2 separate regions of the Hordeum vulgare genome follow, and region 2 is linked to region 1. Evidence: chromatin contacts called from public Hi-C data. All regions are on one chromosome and are shown on one strand. The core of a region is the stretch at or near the end of the contact, and the rest is flanking DNA. Distances in the headings are between cores, read along the strand shown.

Region 1 (5,548 bases), core at 1,667-4,166:
AATGGAATTAGCAAAGGCAGTTGAACAACAAACAAATACTCCGTATTATATAATGGTTTCCTTTTCCAAGTTACAGCTCCAAATAAAGTAACCGAAAAACAGAACAGCCATATCATGCAACATACTATATTTTAAGTGACATTGTATCTTAGTACTACCATGTCTAGCATGCCTGCAGGTTGCAGCACACTGCATTTTCACATAACGAATAGATGAAAGGATAACAAGAAAGGAGTTCAGCCTGTAGTTGTGAATAATTATTAGCTGAAGTATTGTTAGCATTTGAGATAACTTTGGTAAATGAACTCTATTCACTTCACAAATTTGTTTATCCATAATCATCAGAACAAATGAAAGCATTTTCATGTAAAGTACTCCCTCCGTCCCAAAATTCTTGTCTTAGTTTTGTATAGAAATGAGTGTATCTAAATACTAAAGCGTGACTAGATACATTCATATCTAGACAAATCTAAGACAAGAATTTTGGGACGGAGGGAGTAATTGTCATTTAAATTTCGGTTATTATTGGCGAGAATGTATTTCTACTGAAGTGTATTATATGCATACAAGGGAGAATAATATAATTTCTGTGACACACCATTTAGGCATCTCAAGCAACAGTTTTGTACTAGAAACATTGAGGATGGTATATTAACTTTGACCAAACACACACCATATTGATATAAAAAATATATCACAGTAATGTCATTTATCTAGTTTTATCTACCACGCAGCCATACTTGCAAAATCCCATTAAATCTAGGCCACCACCAAAATATTCCACTAATATATTAATCACATGCAATGCAACTATTTTACAAATGTGCGACTCTCCGGTGTACTAAAATTAGCACCTTAAGCGCATAGTGCTAATGCATTCTCCCAAATGTATGAAGTAACTAAAAATGAATCCACCAGATGAGAAGTGCTTTTCTGCTCAGTCACTAAATTGTCAACTCAAAGTTTGAACAAACATCAAGTTTGTGTTAACAACAAAGAGCACACAAGCTGATAATCACACCTACCAAGCAAGTTCATGCACTCAATCTAGCTGCAAATGTTGAATCGCTTATAAACACATCAGATGGCATCAACTTAATAAAGAAACAATGGCAAATAATCAGCACCCTGCAAATAGTTCAGAGTACTAACTGGTACCTTGCTGCTTCAATTCAAAAGAAATAAAAAATTCAGTTCGTTTTACAAAGTATAAGAAATGTCAAAATTCTGATTCAGTTCCGCACCCAGCCGAGATATGCAATGCATTTCATGCTAAGCAGAACCAAAATCCCCCAAACTAAATCCATCAATCACATGCGGCGCAACTAAATTCGACAAATGTGCCAGGCTCCAAATTTAGCACCAAAACCTTTAACTAACAAAACAATACCTGATGAGATTACCAAATGCACGGATGATGTTTGCTAATGCATAATGAAATTACAAGCTTACTAATAATGACCAATGTTGAGCGAACTCGATTATACCTTGCAAATTCCCAACGCCGAGAATCTCTTGGCCGGGACAAGAGCCTGCTTAGCAATGCTTTTCTTCTCAGAAACCACTTCCCAGCAGAGTCGGCGAGCCATCTCCCTTGCCATGACCAACTGTGCTCTCTCCGCCCGCAGCGCCGCAATCTCTCTATGCATTGCCGCTCTGTCCGCCTCCAGCGCCTCCACCCTCGCATACAAACCCCCTGCATTGCCTGCTACATCCCCGACGTACTCCCCCACCACGGCAACGGCCGCCATCGTCGGGCTCGCGCACCTGACATCCACCGTGTACTCAAACTCTTTCTCGACAGGGGTAGTGGACTGCTCTTGCTCTTGCTCCTCGACCATGGCTTTCACCTCCATGCCATTAGCACTGGCGATTAAAAGGTCGGCGCCGTCCCCCTCGGCCTCGGGCGCGACCAGATCGATCTGGTCCGCGTGGCCGCGCTGCTCCTCGTAGAGCTCCTCGTCCTCCTCGTCGGAGAAGGTGTCGGGGTCGATCCCGTGGGACTGGAGGCGGGAGTGGTAGGAGGCGGCGAGGTCGGAGAGGGAGGCGAGCTCCTCCTGCACCTCGCGCTCGTGGTCGGCGCGGCCCTCGGCGTAGCGGCGGAACTGGCGGGCCTCCATCTGGGCCGCGGCCTTCTCGCGCTGCAGGCGCTCGATCATGAGCATGGCCTCGCTGGCCGCCGTCTCGGCCGAGGCCCGCTCGGCCTCCAGCTCGCCCTGCAGGCCCAGCGCCGACTCCTCGGCCGCCTCCTTCTCCATCGCCAGCCGCCTCGCCTCCGCCTCCAGCTCCTCCACCCGGCGGAGCAGCTCCGCCGGGCCCGCGCCCGCCCTCGGCGACGGCTCCGGGGAGCCCGCGGGCGGCGGGCGGCGCTTCACCGAGCGGCGCTGCTCCTGCGGGGAGCAGGACGAGGAGGGGAGGGCGAGCTGGTCCATGGGGGAAGCATGTATGTGCCCCGCCCCCGCGGGATCCGCCGATCCCCAGCCCCGGATCCCGCCCCCCGCCGCCGGTGGCGTCACCGCGGCCGCCGTGGGTGGGACCGGACGGCCGGCGAAGGTCCCTTTCGACGGGCAAGTGGAGGGGAAAGGCGGGCAGTGGTGGGGTGGCGTGAGTTGGACGCGACGCGAGCTGAGATGAGCTGAGCTAGGCTGGAATAGGCCAGCGGCAGCGACAGCGCTCAATAATTCGTCCGATCGGGGATGAAATGATCCGGATAGTGGTGGCGGCAGATTAGATTAAGGCAGCTGGGAATAAACAGGTGGGCGGCAGCGGCATCATCGTCGCATCACGCCGGTGAGCTTTCCACGTCGCCCGCGCGGAAAGACACCGTAAAAAGAATGAAGCCGCCGTCGCTCACGATTTGATTTGATTTAATCTAGAGTGAGTGAGAAGAAGAGCAGGAGGAAGAGGAAAGATAAAAGGCGCGCGCTGCCTTGTGGATCGTGCAGTTGTGGGCGTCGCCGGCTTGTGGACCGTGTGGTGTTTCTCTCGACGACAACAGAAAAGTAACTTCTCCCAGAAAAAATATAAGCAACAAGAAAGGAACTTCTTTTTGGAATCACAAAAATGGAACTTGGAGTTGTGTGATTCGGGCCAGTGGCATATATGGCCGCACTGCTACGACGTGCGCCGCCACTAACCGTGGGAATCGTGCAGAGGGTGTTCGTCGACGATGTGCCGCCACTCCTGCGGATTCTTTCTATTTATTTTGAGATTGAGATGCACTGCTACGGCTTTTATTACGTGTTGCGAACTATCTGTCCTGGCCTGGCCACACGATTTTTATTTTTTTGTTGTTCGCCGGAAACAGGTTAGGTCGACGGAAAGAAATGGCACGGGCAGCGCCGCGGCGGCGGCTGCCGGCAGCTCACGTTTCCTGATCCGGCCATTCGGGTCAAGGTTCGGTCCTCAAGGGCAGGGGTCAATGGTAAAAGAGAGGTAGAGCCGCAGAGGTCAATGGCGTAGCCTGTGGGACAAGTACGGACATGGCTCGTGGCGTCATTGGACGTGCACGTGAAAGTTTAGCGAGATCGGTGGTGGCTTCAGCTTCCTCGTGGCATGTCTTGTCCTATTTTTGTCGGCGGAGCAAGTCCTAATCATGGAGAGCGGACTTGACAAACGCGATCCTTCAAACGATCATAGATGTATCCAATCAATGATTAAATGTGTTTATTTTAAACTTTTTTTCGTCTGTATAGTCATATTTTTTATTTATTTTTTCATATGTTCATTCATTTTATTTCAACCGGTCAACCTAGATCCATTCGATTTGCACTCGCGTAGCCGTCAGATCTCCCCCTTCTCTTTTGCATCCCATCTTCAACCTCCCACAAGGAAGAAAGAGAGAAAAAGGAGGGTGTCACCCACGCACACGCTACACCCCACGCCTCGCCTCCTCATCTTCTCTCACCGTCGGTCATCCCTGGTTGACGCCCCCTCGTCGTCGGTCCCAGCTCCGCAACGATGCATGTAGCAAAATATCGTTGAAGCTTTTTCTGTTGAAACATTTTTCATATACCGTTGAAATATTTTTCATATATCGTTGCAACTTTTTTTGTCAACTATTGCAACAAAAACGAGCATGGTTTCGCCTTCACGGGTCGAAGCTCAGCCGTGATGGATGTAGCAAAACGTTATGCAGGTTGTAGCAAAATGAAACACCAATTGTAGCAAAAATTGCGAAGCCATGTGCGATGTAGCACAATGCGACACCGGTGGTAGCAAAATACAGTGCCCGTTGTAGCAAATTTCAATGCCGATTGAAGCATGTAGTAAATTACGCCTTCGGTCATGGATGCAACTTCGCCGGCCATGCCCATTGCAGCTCCATTCACCATGGAGCAGTTGAGAGAGGGGAAATCGAGGGGAGGACACTGGTTCGGTGGTAGTCTTCGAGGGTGCTCGTCGGAGAAGAAGACGGGGAGCAGAAAGGAAACCATGTCAGAAAGTCACCAAGTTATTCAGGGTACAGTGGAACAACCATTTAGAGGATGAGGCTACTTGGGAAAGGGAGGACTTCTTGAGAAAGGAACAACCACCACTGCTTGAGGACTATCTAAAATCTCGGGGACGAGATTTTTCTTAAGGGGGTAGGTGTTGTAACATCCTTAAATTTTTAATTTGGTTTTTCCCTGACCTCATTATTTTGAATCAAGAACAATTGCTTCTTTTGGAAAGGGTCTTTGGGATCTTTTGAAAAATTCTCTCTTGAGAAAATCTTTTAAAGTTATCCAATAGCAACTCTTGTTGGAGGAATTTCTCCTAGTATGTCCTTGCTAAAAGTTTTGACTCAAAGAAAACCTTTATGTCATTTTAAATTCATATTAAAGGAATAGCCAAGCTTTTACCAAACCTACTCTACTTCAAAAATTTGGTTATCTCCACCCTCCTCTGATTTCTTGACCATGGCACTTCACTAACATCTTCACAACCTCCAAAAATGATTTCCCAAAGTTTTGAGAAGGTTTAACAATTTTTCATATTTTATTCTAACCAAAAATGTTTTCTGTAATCAGTTTTGACCCTAGGATTTTTGCAAAGGAACTCATATTTTCCTTGGGTTTCTGATCCCCAAATTCCTATCCTTGGTAGATCTAAGTAACCTCAACTCATTTCACGAAGAATATTCTGGTTGACAGTTTGAGTATTTCAAATTTTGTTTGACCTAAGTTTGACCAGAATTCTCTATTTTTGTTTAAAATCTGACTTAACTATTTTCTAAAATTCTGAAAAAATTCATGCAGCACCAGGGGACAATGAGAGACCACCCCAAAAAATTTCAACTCAAGTAGAATTGCTTTGACCCCTCTAGCATTCACTCAAACACATGGCAGGCACTGTTGATCAACAGTTTCTCAATCTCACAAACATCAACAACACTCAGGTTCAGAGTTTCAGGAGTTGCAACGTCAATCATTGTCGTCGTTTTCTCATAGGGGGTACCCTGACAGTAGATGCCATGGTATGGCTAATCGAGGTGAGAGCAAGGCTGTCGTGGAGGATCCGGGACGGGATAGGGTAGTAGCACACGGTGGTTTACCCAGGTTCGGGG
Region 2 (5,548 bases), core at 2,052-4,551, 230 kb after region 1:
TTTCTCCCAAGGGCATGGAGAACTTGATGAATCATATAATTGACCTCTATAAGCAGTTGTTTGGGTCTGGGGATAGAAATAGCATTATAATGCATTTCTGTTTTGATATTGCGACTGGGGATGACATCAACAATGAGATTTAAGCCCCCCTTTTGAATGGAAGAGGTTAAGAAACTAGTCTTTTTGTTTACCATAAGCAATCCCTTGAGCCAGATGGCTTTTCCATGAGTTCTTTAAAAAAAATCTAACATCATTGAAGTCCTTGAAGAAGTTAACTGGTAAATCCAGTCAGATTGTTCCGACTTCCGAGTGTAAATAGATTGAACTACGATAATATAACTTTGATCCCTAAGATTCCGAGGCTAACTAAATTCAACAATTACGACCTACTTGTTAAACTCTAGTTTCAAGCTTTTGCCTAAAGTTGTGTATAAAAGATGAATACTTGTGACGTGATAATTAAAGATCTTGCTCAAACATCTTTTACAAAAGTCAAGAATATTATTGGTGGGTGGGTGGGGGTGGGAGCATTCTTGTTTTGCATGAAACCCCGAATCATATCCATGTTAATAAAGTATATGTTATTTTGTTTAAAGCAGATTTTGAGAAGCCCTATAAATTTCTATTGGTATTTCCTTTGTGAAATTATGAGACTTAAAGGTTTTTAAAGAAAACTATTGATATGATTTTGAGCATATGGTTTTCCTAGCTCCGACGAGCTTATTTTGGACCCTATGAATATTAGTATTATTGTTTTTTCCTTGAGTGTCATGGATGCGTAAGGAACTTTTGCTAATTTCGTTAAAAGATAGTAAGAAATCCCTTAATTTTAGAGTGCAAAGAAATGCATTTTTCAATAGAACCGCAAAAGTGAATTCGATACCAATCACTATGCATTCAAAACAAATCACTCGTTGATTACGGGAAGCTGATAACAAGATGCAATACTCAAACATGAAAGGAGTGACTGCCCTTAAATTAAACCTCAACGTAGCTACACCAAGCAAAATGGCACACATTATCGACATCATGCACAAGATCCACACAACACGACACATAGTGCTGACTACTTCCTCCGTTCTTAAATATAAGTCTTTTTAGATATTTCAATTTGTGGAGGAAGTAGTCAGCACTATTTTTAGGGTTTACGAACACGACACATAGTGCTGACTACTTCCTCCATATGTATTAGGGTTTAGGGTTTAGGAATGGTTCAATAGTGTAATCTTTAAGAAGATTTATATTTAGGAACGTAGGAAGTATATCATATGGATTGTGGATTTTTTTTAATATGCCGAGAGGGGGGAGGTGATCTCCACTTGTATATTGATCTCCGTTCAAAAAGAAATTGAATTAATTTATGTGGAGAAATAAGTCCGAAACCATGATTCAGTTTGCATGCGAAACCGAATCAAAAACCTTAACAGCTCGAAAGCCAATACAACTTTACCAACACAAAAACACCGATACAATATAGTTATAACGTAGTGCAGTGCTAATATGCCATGCAGATGTACATCCTAACATAAGCAAATATAAATGAATTAATTTGTGATCGGATAGTTAGAAAAACAGTGATATACCTTGTTCATAAAAAATAAATTAAAAACATTGATACTTATATTATTTTAAATTTATTTCAGATCTTTGGACGATGTGTGTTCAGTAGAAGAAGACAATTTCATCAACTATGTTTACAAAGATGTACGTTCATTTATAAGGATAGGGAGTGTACCGTGTTAAGACACACACAAACAAATATAACTAGGAGCAAATATAAATATTTTTTTGCGGGGAACAAATATAAGTATAACTAGCAAAAGGGCCCATGCGTTGCAACGGGAGAAAGAAATACCACACGACACACGCTCTTAATTTATAAAAAATGTCTATAATTTCAGAATTTATAGTTACGATACAAATAAAGATGGTCTTATCCTATAAAAATGCAGTTCAAAATTTCACAGGTCTTCTATTTTAACACGGCTTGTATGTAGATTTAATATGTACAAAGAATCAGTCAAGTGACCTTCAGTTTCATCTCTAATCCTGATTTTGTTGACGTGTTCATTCCCAACCCGGATGAGTACCGGTATGAAAGAAAGACGAATAATGACTTATTTATTAAGATTGCACCCTAGATAGTATTTTTATTAAACGTTTAACAGATAAAATAATATCATATTTAAATTCTACATATTTTTCTAATCAAATTCCATGTATAATATGTTAAATTTGAAGTTACGGTTTAAAAGATATGAGTATTTAAAAAAAATATTTAATATATACTACGAGTTTAATGTCATAAACAGTAAGGGCTTTTTTGTAAAATCACCTCGATGGGTTTTCCGACAGAAGCTATAGCCTCTTTATTATTAGGTAAAGATTCATTCAGCTACTGTGTATCCGCAGCTCACTGAGACCATAACTGTGTCTCAGCCTTTGATACTTATATTATTCTAAATTTATTTCAGATCTTTGAACGATGTGTGTTCAGTAGAAGAAGACAATTCCATCAACTACATTTACAAAGATGTACGTTCATTTATAAGGATAGGGAGGGACTTCAACTGTACCGTGTTAAGACACACACAAACAAATATAACTAGGAGCAAATATAAATATTTTTTTGCGGGGAACAAATATAAGTATAATAGGAGTAAACAACATGAGACACCGGATTAAACAGAGCAGTAAACGACAACTGCTCACTTGGCAGTCTCTGCTAGCTAGAGTCCCATCCCAAGTGATGAGTGACATAAAGCTCCATCAAACACGTCCCATTCTTCCATCCAGGCAAGGAGCGAGAGAAAATCCGGCAGTCCAAACGCACCGATCCGCCACAGCCCACAGCCCACAGGTGCGCCGGTCCCTGTCCTCTGCCTGTGGCCGGCCTTTCTCGGCAGTCGGCACGTCGCAAATACGGAGCGCTGGTGGGTGGAGGTGCGCCGCGCACCGCCCCAGCCCGCCAATCAGCGCGACGCAGCCGGCCCCGCCGCCGGCACTTGCTGCCTCCCAGTGGAAGCTCACCCCCGGGACCCCGCTCCCTCGGCTCGTAGTAAAGCCTAGTACTCGTACATGCAGCGTACAGCGTGCAGAAACGGCAATGGCGAGACGCGAGAGCGAGCATGCCATGCTGCGCATCTTCCCAAATCCCATCCATAACGTACGTATAGGACCGTGGTAGAGTAGAGTACACAGTACAGCGTGCTACGCACTAAACTTGGTAACGGCCACCTTTCCATGGCCGTAAAAGCCGCGCACGGGTGGTGGGCGCGCTGACACTCCGAGCCCCCACGCGCCCAGCCGCCGCGAAATGCCGCACCCCTCCTCGTCGCCTTCCTCGCCGCCGCAGCCGCTCCGCCTCGCGCGCGTCCTCCTGCCCTTCGGCCTGCTGCTCCTCGTCTCCCTTCTCGTGCTCCACGGCCGCCCGCCGGGGGCCCGCTCCGGCGCCGACCCCGCCGCGCTGTTCCTCTCGCTCTCCCCCGGGGCCAACGCCAGCATCGCCGCCGACCTGCGCGCGCTCACGGCCGGGCCGCACCTCGCGGGGACGCCCGGGGCGGCGGGCGTGGCCGCGCACGTGCACGCGCGGTTCCGCGCCGCGGGACTCCGCACGCTCACCCGCGAGTACGCGCCGCTGCTCTCGTACCGGGCGCACGCCTCCCTCGCGCTGCTCGCCGCCGACCGCTCCCTGCTGGCGCGCCTCTCGACTGACGAGCCCGCGGACCCGGGCCGCCGCGTCGTGCGGCCCTACCACGCGTACGCTCCCTCCGGCGCGGCCGTGGCCGAGGCGGTGTTCGTCAACCTGGGCCGCGAGGAGGACCTCGCCGCGCTCGACCGGCTCGGGGTGTCCCTCCGCGGCCGCGTCGCCGTTGCAATCCGCGGGGGCGGGTACCGCGGCGGGGTGGTGGCACGCGCCGCGGGGAAGGGCGCCGTCGCAGTGCTCATCGCCGGCCACGCGGACGGCGGCGTCGAGAGGGGAGCGGTCCTGCTCGGCGGCCCCGGCGACCCGCTCACGCCCGGCTGGGCCGCGGCCGACGGCGCGGAGCGGCTAGGGTTTGACCACGAGGCGGTCAGGCGGCGGTTCCCGACGATCCCGTCCATGCCGGTCTCGGCCGACACGGCCGCGGCCATCGTGCGGAGCCTGGGCGGGCCGGCCTTGCCGCCGGAGTGGCGCGCGGGGCTCGGGCTCGGGCTCGGGCTGGAGGGCCACGCCGGCGGCGTCGGACCAGGCCCCACGTTGGTCAACTTCACCTATCAAGTACGTATACATATCCACAACTCGTTTGGTATTTTGCTGTCCCCATGTACAGGACAAGAAGGACGCAAAAGCTGGGAATTCCGTGGACTAGTGCTCTGACTGACCGCCTCAAATCCTGAATTTTGGGGTTTCCATAGATAGTCTGTTTATTTGATCCATGTTTTGAGGTTGAATTACAGTGACCCATGTCGTTGTCGACTCAATTATTTTGGTTCCAGTGGTCCTCTTGCATCTTTTCATCCTTTTCCATGGTGAGCAAGACTCTGCCAAATAGCGGCTCTGTTTGGTGTTTAGTGCGCCACCAGGTAGTTTTTGCTGCCTGCTTGGACAGACCGGGTGGCTTTCTGAAGATTTTACTGTTACGGATACAGGGTGAAGGGGCCTGCATCTTGGATCCTACCTTTTGCTATGCACTCCTTCACTTTATTCACGAAAGGCAGATAATTTTGCAGTCCTTGTTGCACAATGCAGGCGTGGCTGTGATGAATTAAGATGTGTTTCACTGTCTGCCCACATTTTTCACACCTTTGCTCTCCTGCATTCGCAAGACACTAACTGTTCCCAGTGTATAGCATTGTACTTTTTTGCTTCCCTTTCTAATGGTTGCATAACATCCTTAGTCCCTTCGCGCTCTCAAAATAAGGATTGTAATTTGTGAAGGGAGATTTTTTTTTTTTGGCAATATCGCGAAGTAATTTGAGTATGAAAAATGACAGAACATTTGGGTTGTAAGTGCTACACACGCTTCTTTGGGTGACTTTGTTCTATTGCTGTACACCGCTTTGTCATTATTCGGGTGTGGACCAGGTGATTTGAGTATTTTTTTTTGAACGAAAGGGGTTTCCCCCCTGCCCCATTTTTATTCAAAACGAAGCAAACAGAGTCTTACATAACATCAAACCAGCTAGGACGAAAACAACCAAACGACTACATCAAACACACTTAGGCAAACTCAGGGAGTGCAGCTTAACAAATAGCGCATAAGCAAGCATAAGTCTTTTCATTACAGACAGAAATAAAGCATTTCAGGGTGATTTGAGTATTGGACAAACAAAAGGCCACATAATTATCGTGCATTCATACGTATTTTCTTTTCTTTAGAGCTTTGCATTCTTGCATGCCCTGTCAAGTAGTTGTACTTTATAGACAACATTCAAGCTCATGGTGGCTTTAAATTCTTAAAAAACGGTCTTCTCATTTCTGTTTTCAAGGAGGACAGGAAGATGGCTACGATAAAGGATATTTTTGCCATCATAAAAGGATACCAAGAACCCGATCGCTATGTGA

What was found. Hi-C and Micro-C count contacts between places; a contact is called where the count stands out from the background.
Region 2: a contact with region 1 is called in a Hi-C map of leaf, with 5 times the contacts expected there. The contact joins the promoter of LOC123452609 here to the promoter of LOC123452607 in region 1. A contact is called at or near these places in 3 of 6 Hi-C or Micro-C datasets (leaf and seedling) and 1 of 1 datasets of contacts at active chromatin or transcription factors (embryo).

Annotation. Positions count from the first base shown.
Region 1 is chr5H:543,068,132-543,073,679 of MorexV3_pseudomolecules_assembly, forward strand. It overlaps LOC123452607 (myosin-binding protein 7-like), which reads right to left and starts at 2,917. Exons shown (of 3, transcript XM_045129286.1): 1 at 1,488-2,917. The coding sequence starts at 2,432.
Region 2 is chr5H:543,297,111-543,302,658 of MorexV3_pseudomolecules_assembly, forward strand. LOC123452609 (probable glutamate carboxypeptidase PLA3) reads left to right here and starts at 3,302. Exons shown (of 10, transcript XM_045129292.1): 1 at 3,302-4,261; 2 at 5,473-5,548. The coding sequence starts at 3,317.